Linked DNA regions of Mus musculus: all the other regions are linked to region 4. Evidence: chromatin contacts called from public Hi-C and promoter capture Hi-C data. All regions are on one chromosome and are shown on one strand. Each heading gives the region's core, a stretch centred on a gene start, on an enhancer-like site or on the middle of the called end of the contact. The rest is flanking DNA. Distances are from core to core; before and after follow the strand shown.

The links. Promoter capture Hi-C pulls out the DNA fragments that hold promoters and counts their contacts. A called contact is a pair of places that touch in the nucleus more often than the background predicts. Capture Hi-C pulls out chosen DNA fragments and counts their contacts.
Region 1: a promoter capture Hi-C map of fetal liver shows a contact between it and region 4, with 5 times the contacts expected there. The contact joins the promoter of Ugt1a8 here to the promoter of Neu2 in region 4. A contact is called at or near these places in 16 of 39 promoter capture datasets (the C10 cell line, HPC-7-derived erythroid cells, cranial neural crest and 10 more) and 2 of 9 other capture datasets (adipose tissue and liver).
Region 2: a promoter capture Hi-C map of liver shows a contact between it and region 4, with 2.6 times the contacts expected there. The contact joins the promoter of Spp2 here to the promoter of Neu2 in region 4. A contact is called at or near these places in 5 of 39 promoter capture datasets (the 3T3-L1 cell line, hematopoietic stem and progenitor cells, liver and 1 more) and 1 of 9 other capture datasets (adipose tissue).
Region 3: a Hi-C map of liver shows a contact between it and region 4, with 4 times the contacts expected there. The contact joins the enhancer-like site here to the promoter of Neu2 in region 4. A contact is called at or near these places in 2 of 39 promoter capture datasets (both in liver) and 1 of 484 Hi-C or Micro-C datasets (liver).
Region 5: a contact with region 4 is called in a promoter capture Hi-C map of liver, with 2.9 times the contacts expected there. The contact joins the promoter of Nppc here to the promoter of Neu2 in region 4. A contact is called at or near these places in 3 of 39 promoter capture datasets (embryonic stem cells, liver and pre-B cells) and 1 of 9 other capture datasets (liver).

What each region holds. Positions count from the first base shown.
Region 1 is chr1:88,086,546-88,089,245 of GRCm38.p6, forward strand. It overlaps Ugt1a8 (UDP glucuronosyltransferase 1 family, polypeptide A8), which reads left to right and starts at 1,283. Exons shown (of 5, transcript NM_001378375.1): 1 at 1,283-2,176. The coding sequence starts at 1,322. All of the region lies in intron 1 of Ugt1a10 (UDP glycosyltransferase 1 family, polypeptide A10), which reads left to right. All of the region lies in intron 1 of Ugt1a9 (UDP glucuronosyltransferase 1 family, polypeptide A9), which reads left to right.
Region 2 is chr1:88,405,743-88,408,442 of GRCm38.p6, forward strand. Spp2 (secreted phosphoprotein 2) reads left to right here and starts at 1,268. Exons shown (of 8, transcript NM_029269.3): 1 at 1,268-1,474; 2 at 1,575-1,699. The coding sequence starts at 1,408.
Region 3 is chr1:88,286,329-88,289,028 of GRCm38.p6, forward strand. No RefSeq gene overlaps it. Among named protein-coding and RNA genes, the nearest start is that of Hjurp, 10 kb to the left of the region's middle. Within about 2 kb of position 1,338, at least 19 of the 459 cell types and tissues checked have an H3K27ac peak or open chromatin away from gene starts, as enhancers often do. A contact at or near this core is called in liver, where this site is marked.
Region 4 is chr1:87,572,631-87,575,330 of GRCm38.p6, forward strand. Neu2 (neuraminidase 2) reads left to right here and starts at 1,397. Exons shown (of 4, transcript NM_001160163.1): 1 at 1,397-1,496. It also overlaps a transcript of Ngef not described here.
Region 5 is chr1:86,669,319-86,672,018 of GRCm38.p6, forward strand. It overlaps Nppc (natriuretic peptide type C), which reads right to left and starts at 1,255. Exons shown (of 3, transcript NM_010933.5): 1 at 1,031-1,255; 2 at 326-636. The coding sequence starts at 1,120. The coding sequence ends at 346.

The sequences.
Region 1 (2,700 bases), core at 33-2,532, 510 kb after region 4:
GGGAGCTGTTAGTTTATTTTTCTTTGGGAGAATCTGAGCCTGAGTCTTCCTGAACCAGAAACTAGATGTCATACTAGCCATTTTTTGTTTGGTTGGCTTTATTTTGAGGCTGCGTCTATTATATAGATCCAGCTGTTCTGGAGCTTGCTATGTCCACCAGGCAAGCCTTGAATTCACAATATCTACCTGCCTCTGCCTCCCTAGTACTGGGATTCAAGACATGGCATGCTAGCCATTGTTGAGTCTTCAAAAATGATCACCTGAGTGTTTCCCAGTCACCAAGGTAAATAGATGACTAAGTATATATCTATTAAAAGTGACATTTAAGGTAAAAAGGGACAATGTTTGGAACAAACAAGGATCAACCCCCTCCCAGGATGACTATACAATTTCTTGCTAAATGTACCTTATTACCTGATATATACCACTAAGCTATCCATGAAACTATATAGAAAACTTGCATGATGCAGTTGAGTCTAAAGACAAATTCTTTTTGTTCTTCTCCAGATAAGCCATATCTGGGCACTGTGCAAATAGGATGAATACACAAGGGAATCATATGTCCTGACTTCAAGGTGTACTCAAGGGACTGTGGAACAAAATGGCATAGATTCCCTTGGGGAAACCCACAGCAGAGGTCTCAACCTCTTTTTAGACTATGTGACATTGCATTGGACATATGAAAAGTAAGAGAGATGACAGTCACATGCCACCAGGTCCTTGACATGATCCATACTATAGCTGCTTATCTTAGCATATCCCAGCTTTCCAGGAGTTTAGCAATGGAATAAGAATTCTTCTGCAATGCCGAGACCAGCAGCATTGCTCATCTGGCAGAGTCTTTTTACTGTCAGAAGGGTCGTGCTAAGAACCTCCCCATAGGCCTTGGGAGCAGAGGCAGCAATTCCCTTTGGGACACAGTGTAGTGGCCTAAAGAAAGTGTCCAGATTTTACTTTGGAACCAATTCTAAAAATGTGAGATTCTTTTGACACTTTCTTTCTTCCTCTTGGGAAAACGTTTGGATATAGAGTCAAGTGTATTTCTTCATAACAATTTCTAAACTCATGTTATGTGATTCTGCCCAAGAAAAGGGTCATAGGCCCTTCTTATCAGAAAAACAAACAAGTAGGCATCTCAATAATGGCTCAATTGTTATTGTTTTCAAAAGTCAGTCATTGTCAGGGAGTGTACTTTCTTAATGAAGGTGAGTCCACGCCCTCCTCTGGGGGGAGGCTTTCTAGATTCCACAAGCTTTCCTCTTCCCAAATTAGAAGAACACACAGTCCCAGCCCATGTATTCTCCTGGGCTGTGTTTCTCCCATGGCTCCTGCAGTTTTTCCAGCCTCTCTTCCTCTCCGTGTGTGCCTGCTGTTGGCCTTTGGCTTGGCCCAGGCAGGCAGGCTGCTGGTGGTGCCCATGGATGGGAGCCACTGGTTCTCCATGAAGATGATTGTGGAGAAATTGAGCCACAGAGGGCATGAGGTTGTGGTAGTCATCCCAGAGGTGAGTTGGCACCTGGGAAAGTCACAGAATTTTACAGTGAAAACCTACTCTGTTTCTTACACTCTGGAAGATTTAAGCCACCACTTCAATTTTTTTGCTCACAAGCAATGGGAAAATCGAGAAGTAGGAATGTTCTCACTACTGAAGCATTCAGGCAAAGGTTTCTTCCAAGTACTGTTTTCACACTGTAGGAGTTTGTTTAACGACAAGAAGTTAGTGGAGTACTTGAAGCAGAGATCTTTTGATGCTGTGTTTCTGGATCCTTTCGATGTGTGTGGCTTAACTATAGCTAAGTACTTTTCTCTCCCGTCCGTGGTCTTCAGCGGTGGGATATTTTGTCACTATCTTGATGAGGGTGCCCAGTGCCCAAGTCCTCCTTCTTATGTCCCCAGAATTCTCTCAAAATTCGCAGACACCATGACTTTTAAGGAGAGAGTGTGGAACTATTTCTCCTACATGAAGGAACGTGCATTTTGCCCCTATTTTTTCAAAACTGCTATAGAAATTGCCTCTGAAGTTCTGCAGACCCCAGTGACTATGACAGACCTCTTCAGCTCAGTGTCCATTTGGATGTTTCGCACTGACTTTGTGTTGGAGTTCCCCAGACCTGTGATGCCCAACATGGTCTACATTGGCGGGATCAACTGCCACCCGGGAAAGCCACTTTCCAAGGTACATCATTTTTCCTTAAGCAGGTGAAGAGAGTCGGCTTTGGATGACGAAGCCATTCATTTGTTGTCTTTGGGTTTTGTTGTTGTCCTTCCAACAGAATTGCAGTAGTGTGACTTTTCACCATGCTTGTTGATATGTGGGTGTACCACTGACATTCTCATAATCACCAGGCTGCATTCATCATTGCTTTTGGAAATAGACGGAAAAACACAGTAAGAAATGAAGCTTCGGTTTGCTCATTCCCGTTCTCTACCTCCCTTTAAAGAGCACTCTGGAGTTTTGTGTGCTTCCCAGGCTCGGGGAGGTAGTTCACAAATAGTCCTCAGCTGTAAACATCCAAAGCTGTGTCCTTAAAATAAGGTGCAGCGTTAGCCTGGACAAAGGTGTCTTCACCGTCCCTTTTCACATTCCAACAATTGATGGTCTTCACTAAAGTAAATTTATCGTGATCTTTAAAAGTAGTTTTTAGTTTTATAATTTGAGAATCTTATACACGTATAAAATGGATTTTGAGCAAATCTAAC
Region 2 (2,700 bases), core at 18-2,517, 830 kb after region 4:
AATAATATGATGGGGAGGATGAGAAAGAGGAAATGACCTTGGAAAGTAATGCATCTTCATTTACGATGCAGCCATAGCCCATCGGTTCTTGCTCAGTGTGTTCCCAGGTACTCCTGTTAAATGGTCTGTGATGTACTTTATATAAATTTCCAGGGACTGTGTGCAGGGCTATACAATGCTTCACTTACTGCCACCCAATTTTGAATACTTTGACCGAGTATTTGGGGGCTGGAATAGCAGAAAATCACTGGGATGATGGAGGCACACATTTCTGCAAACCGGAGGAAGAACAAGAAATCACCATAGCATGAGCGTGACTGGATGGCTTATATTTAATCTTCTGGGTTTACAAGACATGATGGAATTCTGCAGGGGCATTTTAAAAGTCATTGCTTTCTAGCTTCCATCAGAGCCCACCCTGCACGCCTGGTGCTAACACTTAATTATAGCCAAGAGAATCTGAGAAATGCAGTGGTCCCCCCCTCCCTCACCCCAGCAAACGTCAAGCAAAATCAATAGCTCAGTGCTGGCAACAGGATGCTGTTGTTCCCTTCATCTCCTCCGCTCATCTGCAATTGCTTTTATTACTGCAGTTCATTTAATGAGTCCAGAGCGTTTGGAGCCAGATGGTGACATTAGTTCAATCTGGAAGACTCTAATGGAATTGAGTTCAAACCAGGTTAAAAGTAACGGAATTACAAATTCCAGTGGTCATTGTCTTGTGGTATTACGCTCTGGGTACTTGTTATACACCAGAAGTTAGCGCCAGCTTCAAATGAAAGACCTGAAAGACAGTTGAGTGAGACCTGGTGCACTCATACACTCACTCATCCGCTGCATGCTTCATTACTCTCCCTATCACAAACACGGCCATTGTGGTTTCTGAACCATGGCCTCTGTAGTGGAGGTGGCAGGCAGAGCTAAGCCAACAGGAAAATCACTCCGCGTGAGTGCAGTCTCTAGGAAGGGAGGACTCTGGCATTGAGAGGTGGAGGGTGAAGGATTTTGAGGACCTGGGAAAGGACTAGATGCACAAGCTTTAAAGTCACCGTTTTGTTGAGTCCACAATTATGTCCCCTCCCCCAAAGAACAAAATGCAAAGAGAGAAGATAAACATTATACAGGGAGACCCAAGCCTCTCTGAATGTCTCCTGCTGTGGGATAAAGTCCCTCGGAGAGGTCCAAACTTCAAAAGTGGCCTCAGTCTGGAATTTTTCCACAGGAAAAGTCAGCAGTAAATATTGACACCGGAATCAATCATCTCTACTGAGGTTCCAGATTGCTCCAGCCAGCCAGGGCAGCTAGGTCACAGGTGACAAGAATAAGACAGCCACCCTCTGAAAGAGCTGTCATCCAGAAGCCTGGAGAGAGGCCGTCTCCCTGACTCTGGGTCGCCATCCTCTCAGTATGGAGCAGGCAATGCTGAAGACGCTGGCTTTGTTGGTGCTGGGCATGCACTACTGGTGTGCCACAGGTAAAGGACACATGCCACCGCTGGCCACCTGCCCTAGGTGATCACAGCCCTCTCGGTGCCTCATCTCTCTCTCACTGTGGCCTGTGTGTTTGCTGTCTAGGTTTCCCGGTGTACGACTACGACCCTTCCTCTCTGCAGGAAGCTCTCAGTGCCTCAGTGGCAAAGGTGAACTCGCAGTCCCTGAGTCCTTACCTGTTTCGGGCGACCCGGAGCTCCTTGAAGAGAGTAAGTGAATGGAGATACCTCCCTGAGCCATTTTTTTACCACCCCCGCCCCCGTCTTGACTTCACCTACTTTGTTGAGTAGATTATTCTTCTGTTTACAATGATCACAGTCTGTCCTCTTCCATGCTGACTTTTTGGACTGAGAAGAGATTTAATTACATTTTGTTGTTGTTGTTGTCCCGAGGCTGTCAAAGCTTCCTGGGACATCTGATTCTTCCCTCTGTGTTTTCCCTCTGACCTCGGCTTTTCTCTGTGTGTGTCCTGGTTTGGGGTGAAGATCCCAGAAGTCCTTGTGATGCTGTTTGATTGGGAGGTGCTGCCTAATGAGAAAGAGACTCTCTCCCCACTCAGCATTGGGCTACCAGTGTTTATAGGAAAGAAACGCTGGCTTCTGAGTCCATGAAACCCACCCACTCTGGTGGACTTGATAGTGCTGTTTCCCGATCACCTAGAGAACTTGGGAAAGAGACATTATCTCGGGCTTGCTGTGACTCACTGTGGCCAAAGTGAGGGGGAAGCAGAACAGGATCATAGAGAGGCCTTTCTCCTTCCTGCTCCCTGAGGAGTCTCTCTGTCTTCTTATAGGCTTAACTGGGCTAACAGGGAGGTAGGGACAGACATGAAGAAGAAATAGGACTGACAAGCTCATGGAGACATGAGTAGAGCCTTGTGGTCAGCAGCCACTACCTCCACACAGAGGCCACATGGCCGCTCCTACTGGCTGCTCCCTTTTCCACCCTATTCTAGGCTACCACCTCTTACTTACACTCAGCTACTCCTCTCATACTCAGCTGCTCCTCTCACACTCAGCTGCTCCTCTGCTCCTCAACAGCATACACACTTCATTCTCCCAGCTCAACTGCATGTAAAACATGTCCCTTTGGTCCCCTTTTGCAGACACTGGTTCCAAGTTTTCTTTCTCCCAAATGCAAAGCAAATTTCATTGCTTTGGTTGCCTTTTCTAGCTGGATAACTGGGTTGTGAAGGTGTAGACTGAGCTAG
Region 3 (2,700 bases), core at 88-2,587, 710 kb after region 4:
ACAATCCATGTGTTGCACACCAGTGGAAGCACTCCTGTACTTCTACTACTTAGAAGGCAGAGGCAGAAGAAGGATCAGGAGTTCAAGGCCATCCTCTGCTACACAGCAAGTTCACAGGCTAGCCCAGAATACGAGAGGCTTCGACTTAAGAAAGAGACACACATGTGCAAAAGCTAGTTCACTATTCAACCCCAAAGTGTCACAGAGCAAATCCCATGCTGGGAAGCACGCGATGAGAGAGAAGCATGCGCTGCCAGGCATGCTAGGCGTGTGAGAAGATCTACGCATCACCTGGATGGGCACGTGATGGCTGGTAGTGCCAGTGATGCCCTGCAGACTACGGGGTGCTCTCATTCTTTACACCAGGAAAGCTGGCTAGCACCACGGGAGGAGAAAACAGAAGAAGATGAAGAGAGAGATGCATGGTGGGAAAATTTCCTGGGTCTCCTAAAGTGGGAAGGTTTCTCAAAAGAACGACACGCAGCTAGAGAGAATCCGGTGCAACTCTTGGCTGAGCCCTCAGCAGATGGGGAGAGGAGAGTGAACAGCAGAAGAAAGAAAAGGTAGAAAATCCTGCTAGGGGCCTGGAGCCAAAGAGGATCATGGGAGCTATAAACTCTAGTGCAGAACTCACAATTTTGATGCTTGGATAAACCCTGATGAGGGTGACCTGTTCACTGTCAAGGAAGACCGTGCCAAATGCCTGCAGGCTGTGGTGCCCTTCCGACCCGCCCCACGAGTCGATGAGGACCTCTAAGACAGTAGCGTCAACCCTCCCGAAAGTCAGTGAGCCCCTGCTGCCTCAGCCACAGGTTTCAAGGGAGAAGTGAAGGAGCATTGCGTGTGGTGCTAGCATTTGGAAGGTGCCTTCTGAGTGGCCAGCATAGTTCCCGGGGCCTGCAGCAGGGTAAGTGCTTTAAGCCATTCCCGGCTGTAGGGTTTGCACACTCATCCCAAGGAAGGGCAGAGGAAAGCATTTTTTAGGATATCCACTCTGGTCTGGATGAGAAAGGCAAAGGGTCTTCTAGGTCAAGACCGCAGACCTTGGAGTGTGAGAGAGAGCAAAACAAACAAACAAACAAACAACCCAGTCTTCCTCCCCTCAGAGTCAATGCTGAGTGTTTATAGCATAGCACAAGTGAATTTGGGGGCCGCCATTGGTATTATCTGGGGTGAGGATGAAGTGGCTGGGAGGACAGAAGATGGCTAGAGTGATTCAGTTAACATTTGGAGCCAGATTGGAGAAATGATGAAACAGCTAGCTAATCATTTATTTGACTGTCCAGATATGCTACCTTTTTGAGAAATTTTATTGGCTGAAACTAGAGAGTGATTAAGAGTGTCGGTTTCTCTTCCAGAGGACCCAAGTCTGATTTCAGTTTCCATTTCAGTTGAATATTCACCCCATGTAGCTCCAATTCGAAGAGTTCTTGTGCCCTCTTGTGGCCTCCATGGGCACTGCATGCAAGGGCTCATACCCTGCAGAGACACACATAATTAAAAATAAAATAAACCTATTTATTGGCACGGTAAAAGCAAACCATAAGGACTGCTTCAAAGCTGCGAATGCCTGAAAACTTCAACAAGTGTTCTCTCCCCGAGTTCAGCAGCATGAGGTCTCAAAAGACAGCACTGGTTCCCCGGTGACCAAGGCTGCCATGTTGGAGCTGGAGATTGACTCAAGGGAAAGTCATTCTCTGGACAGTGCACATAGACAGACATGTCCTAGAGATGCTAATTCTCAAATGGCCAAAAGGCCCCGCCTTTCAGTTATGGTGTTATAAGTATCCATTTGCCCATTAGAGCCATTCACTGAAGAACTGTGGGAAAGCCCAATGGGGCAAAGCAGGCAGAAGTGGGCCTGTGCTCTTAGGCAGGAACTCCTGTGGACCTTTGCCTTTTGCACTTTGAACTCTGCAGTCATTAATGCTGGAGTTTAGTCGATGACAAAACAAGCCTTATCAAGTCAGCCTAAGAGTTGGCTGACCCCCAGGAACATTGGTCTCAAGTGGTTAACTCCCCTATCAGGGTAGTGATCCCTTTGCAAACAGAAAAGCAGATATTTCATATTAACCAGTGCCAGCAATCAGTGTCCTCCATGGTTTCTGCCTTCACTTTCTGGTTTGAGCTCCTACTCTGACTTTTATTTTAGGATGGACCAAGACCTGTAAGCTGAAACAAACCCTTTCCTCCTCTTAAGTTGCTAGTGGTCATGGTGTTTGTCATAGCAACAAACACCAGGCTAGAACAGCTGTTCTCACTGCTTTCGCCATCCCTCAGCCTCTCATATATTCATCTGTTTGCTTATGGTCATCCCCTCCTCAACCCTACCCCACCCCTGAAAAGAATGGCCAGGAAGCCCCTTCTCTTTCTGTGCCTTCCTGCTTTGAATGGTGTCTGGTGTAGGGGTAGAAACAGTGATATTTCCTCAATGAACAAATGAATGCAAACAATATATTATGGGCTGTTCTAAAATAGGATTGTAAGTCTTGGAAATACATCTGACATTAAAATGCTCACGAAACATTAAAGTAGGACAGAGAAGATGTGAAATACACAGGCGTGAGTGGCCTGCTTTTAGAACATGTGCCCATGTGGCTCTTTCTTCTCCTGGGGCACGCACTGTGGCTGTAACTTTTGCAGTTGAAGGTGTTATGACCATATCAGTGTAAACTTCTATTTCTTCACAATGCTGTGGAT
Region 4 (2,700 bases), core at 147-2,646:
GACTCTGGCTTCTCCTTTCTGAGACTAAGTAACATCAAATGTGGGCCAAGATGAAGAAAGGGGGAGGGGAAAGGAAAACACAGTGGGGGGACCCAACCAGAGCCTTAATGTCTCTCTGCATTAAGACAGCCATTTCTCTCAAGGCAACAAGACATTGGTCACTAGCTGAGATAGCAGAGTAGCCAAAACTACAGGAATCCCAAGTCCAGCTCCCTGCAGCTGATGGCTTCGTGAATATCCCACATATTGGTCAAGACAGGAAATAAGAACCTTCTATTGCTATATCCAGCTGAGTTTTCTCAACCGAGTCACAACATACTCTGGCTTCTTGGCCACCAAGCACACAAATCTGGAGGGTTCTGAGGGTAGGGTCTTTTGTCCTGAAATGGTCCCTGAGCAGGAGGAGCAACATCAGTGGGGCAGCAACACAGGGGCTGTTACTCCATAGCTGTGAAGTCTCCTCCCTAGAGCACACCTTAACCCTGAGGTTTGAGCCAACAGCACACGGAAATCACAGCACTTCACAGTCTACACATACATTTACAACCAGGGCGAGCACCATGGGGAGTGAGTGCCCTGGTCTTGGAGGGCTCTGCAGTTACTTTAACATGAGGCTTCTGCCTCTCTCTGATTCTTTATCGGTTTTTGGCAAGAGGCCCTGCACGTTCCTGTTGCACAGGGCCCTGTAAGTTATTGACCTGTCCTTTGCAGTACATTGTCTCCCTAGTCTCCACAGCTGGAGGTATAGGAGCTGGAAAGAGGGGTCACCCTGCTTCGTGCTTCACAGATGTTGAAACACGCTGGGCTGGGAGAATCACTAAGCCAAGATGGGCTGGGAGCTCACAGGCATAGCCAGGACCTCATAGGTACTGCTGGAATCTTGCAAGGGTAGCCAAGTTCTCCTTCCCATGGACAGTCTGGCTGCCTTCTCTTTCCTAGTTCTTCTCAATCAATGCTTGCAACACTCTGCACTTCCCCAGCAGTGACCTCTCTTCTACGGTTTCCTTGATCTCATTTCATTAAAAAATAAGATAAAATAAACATATATTTTGCTCACCTGCCAGCCAGAAGTTCCTGGGTGTTAGGCCCCCTCATAAGTGCTTCAGTTTCTTCCTTTCCCATCCACGGTCCTGTCCGGGCACCTCAGTGCAGGTCTGTGTGTCCCCCACATAAGCACACAAGCTCCCTACCTGTCCCTGAGTACTATAGCCTGGAAAAGCCTCCCTGGGAAACATTCCTGACCTTCAGACCTGCCTCCCTATAGCTGGCCCCATTCCTGGGACAGGCACTTCCTGTCTGGGTGTTTACCTTGCTGGGTGCCCTGCACCTAGGCAGGGAGCCAGACACACCTCCCTAGGAGCCAGGCAAAAGGGGAGGTGCCACTGAGGTGCAGGTTGACATGACCCAAACGGCCCCTGGCTGCAAGGTAATATCGGAAGTTGACTAAGAATGGACGCCCCACCACTGACTGACCCGCCCCCTGAGTCTGAGATTGGGTAAGTGTTTATGATCCTCTTGGGTTCTGGTCACTTTTGTGTTAGTATGTGTACACGTGCACACACACGTGGAAGTCAGAGGTGAACACCAGGTCTCTCTCTTATTGTTTTCTGTTTTTCTTATGGAACCCAGGGCTCACTAATTGGCCAGGCTACCTGATCGGCCATCCTCCGAATCTTACCTGCACCCTCCCCTCCTGTCTCAAACTTCCCCTGTGGGGGTTAAAGGAGCACGCCACTGTGCCCCTTTTTTATGTGACAGTTGTGAATCTTCTCAAGTCCCAGTGCACATATGCCAAGCGGTTTGCCAACTAAGCCAGCACTTTTAATCACTGCTTTACATGGCCGTCAGGGCTCAGCTTGACAGCTCCCAGGCAGGGGACACCAGCTGCTCTATTCGAGAGGTCTTAATCAATTGTTACTATTACAGTGAATTATGATTAGTGACGGCTTCCTTCTGCCTGGTGCTTACTGCGTGGCAGGCACTGAACTAAGCAGATTGCATAACCTCTCTGTGTAGCCCTGAGCCCTCACTACAAGTTGAGAATCAGGTGCATTTTAAAGATACATATGTTCATAGATCATCTTGCCCAAGGCCACATAGATAGTAAGCTGCTCCAAGATTGAAACCCATCCTAGCTGGTACCAAAACCTTGCCTCTTAACCCATTGCTTTCATTTCTCAATGCTAATAGCTACACTGCCCATATTTATGTAAGCCTCCGATGAGCTATTGTTTTTTGTGACCTACCGCTGGTAATAAATTAACCCAACCGGTACTGCCAAGAAGCAGGGCATACTTATACTCTAGGTTTCTGTGAGTCAGGAATCTGGGCAGGGCTTGGCCGCGTTCTTTGTTCAGGGGCTCTCACTGGCTGGAGGCAAGGTGGCTGAGGGCCAGAACGCCTCTTTACAAGGCTGTGTGGAGAAGGCACACAGGCCTCCTGGGTTGTTGGCAGGCCTGCACGCCTCCTTGGGGATTGCTGGACTGAGGGCCTTGTTTCCTGCTGGTCATGGCTGGGCAGCTTGCTCTGTTTTGTTTGTTTGCCTCTCTGCCATGACACCTTGCTTCATTGAGGCTGCAGAAGATTCCAGAGATCTCTCTCTTCAAGGACATGGCTGTGTGATGCGCTCCACGTGAGCACGCTCAGCTATGGAAGTCAGATGTCTTCCTTGAAGAATCTCCACTTTATTTATTGAGGCAG
Region 5 (2,700 bases), core at 5-2,504, 900 kb before region 4:
GGGTTTGGAGGCTGGGACTGCATAAGCCTGTCTCTATTTTTCTAGAGGAAGCCAGATGGAGTACTCTAAGGCTGAACCTGGTCTCTGACCTGGCCCGTGTTCACTTTTTTGTTGTTGTTGTTTTTTAAATCTGTAAAATGGGATATGTGAGGTGGCAGGCAAATGTCTGGGTACACTTGATCCCATGCCTAAATTGGTTGGGGGAAGGTCACAGAACATAGGGATCAGGGAGGAAACCAAACAGTCTGCGAAGGACAGTGATAAGAGCTTGGCTCTCTTGGGTGCAGAGCTAGGCGAGCGGGGAGCGTCCGATGGTGTTACTTACCGCCGCCAGGGGTAGCTGCACTAACATCCCAGACCGCTCATGGAGCCGATCCGGTCCAGCTTGAGGCCAAAGCAGCCTTTGGACAAGCCCTTCTTGTTGCCGCCTTTGTATTTGCGCGCGTTGGGGTGCTCGTGCAGAAGGCGGGCCCAAGCAGCCCGGGACTTGGTGTCCACACGCAGGTCCCGGAGCAGTCGCGATCGGTCTCCCTTGAGATTGGCTCCCCCGCTGCCTGGAGTCTTGTCACCCTTTTTCTGATTGCCACCAGCTGCCTGGGAATCCGCCAGCTCCTCCCCTGGCGGGGTTCTCGGGACCTGTCGGAGAAAAGAGTGGACAGGTGAAAGAGTGCACCGATGTAGCATAGATGACTTTTACGGGGCCCAGAGTGGCGTGGCCCTTCTCAGCCATGAGCGTGCCTCCACCGATGCGGGACAGCTGAGTCCAGCATCCACCTGCCACGCAGCCTTCTTGCCTGCTCCTCCGGGGAGCCCATTGCTCTTCCCGTGCCGCAGGTCATGCTGGGCACATTGGGGCACGGGAGGTGTGCATGTGTCGACATTCTCCCGAGGCTGGGAAATGAACCCGAGAAGTCCCCGCTTTGAGGGAGCAAGTCCGAGGGGGTCTGCCTTTCCGGGTTCTCTGCTCCCTCCTGCGCACCACATCTTTCCACGCCCCTCACAAGCCCAGCGTCCCCGCGACAGCACCCACCTTCGGTGGTGTCCCGGGCTTGGCTTCAGAGGGCCGGAGCGAGAGTAGCGCGAGCAGCAGGGCGCAGGCGATCAGCTGGGAGAGGTGCATGGTGCCGATGGGACCGAGGTGTGCAGACGGTCTGCAGCCGGGACTGCCGGTGAGCAGTCGGATAGGCGGATGCGGAGCAGGATTGCCAAGCGAGCACAGGTCCTACTGCTGTGCGGCGCCGGCTGGGTGCGCTCTGAGTCCGTGGCTCCGCTGGAGCCTTTATAATCCAACCTGCCGCTGATGTCATCTTCCCGCCCACCGGGCCTCCAGGGCCAATGGCACAGCGCACGCGGCCGAATCGACGGCCCGGAGGGGGCCGGGAGGGGGCCGGGAGGGGGCCACGGGGGCTCCCTCTTCTGCTCCAACCCACATCCCACCTCCGAAGGAGCCGGCGGCTCGGCTCGCTGCGCTCAAAGCCACAAAGCGGCGCGCAGAAAAGAACTCCATTTGTAGAATGCGCTTCGCCCTAGTACTCAGGCTTCTAGGCGTCCCTGCGCTGTGTATCTGCTGCTCCTGATACGTGTCTGTACTCCTTCTGCAGGTGCAAAGGCTTAGAAGAAATGTCCTTTATGCAAAGTTACACAGGTTGAAAGTTGGTGCGGCCCAAAATCTACACAGATCGCTCTGTTTCCAAACTCTTCACAAATGCTGCCACGCGCTAGCCAGGGTGGAAGGGCTGACCATGTCTACACGCTCAAACATGGGGGCGGCAGAGGATGGGGTTAGTAGATCCCAGTGGGAAGTGGAGGGAGAGCTTGAATGTTGTAGCTGCAAAGGAGACTTGTAAGTCTCGGATACCCACGAGTGAGAGGATGTCATCAACCCACGAGTGTGAGCCAGGAGTTTGTGTGTGTGTGTGTGTGTGTGTGTGTGTGTGTGTGTGTGTGTGTGTGTGTTGGGAGGTTAGGAGGCAGGTAGCTTTCCTTCAGTGATGTACTGGCCCTTCCTGAAGGTGGAGATGTCCACTTTAGTGTCCTGAATACCCTAAGAAACTATGGGCAGTACTGGGTTTTAACCAGCTCCAAGCCTCAATAGGCCATCGCCATTGAGTTTGGGGTTGTAGTTGCCTTCTGGCTATAGGGACCGGGCCACTTATTTCTGCTGCACACAATTCCTCGCCTTGACCTGGAATCTTGGTCCATCGGACTCTAGGGAGCTCTGCAATTTAGAGCCACGAGAGAACTTGTAGTTTCAAGAATGGAGTGATGTGCAAGAGTTTGTGTCCCTTCTCCTGAGCAGGATGCAGGCTTGAGCGAGGGAAATGAATGTTGGCAGGGTCCCTGTGGTCTCATGGAGCAAAGAGCCTGGGAGAGAGGACGAGAAGCAGGAGCCAGTTAGCTTCTTACAGAGAAAGGGAAGTGGGAAGAGAGGGTAGTGGGAAGACTGCTGGGATGGACATGGGTCTAGAGGACCCAATGCTTCTGGAGGATACAGAGGAAGCAAGAGTGTACTGAGTGTGCCGTCTACTTCCTCGTCCTTTCCTAGCATGCAACCCAAAGACTCCAAATGAGGACCACAAGCTCCTTCCAGCCTTTCGTTTGGGAAATGACTCACAGGTGAGGTTTGATTTGAGTCAGCATATTGCCCAAAGAAAGATCTAGACATCAGTTTCAAGTCCTTTGTCAGTTCTGGAAGGTTGG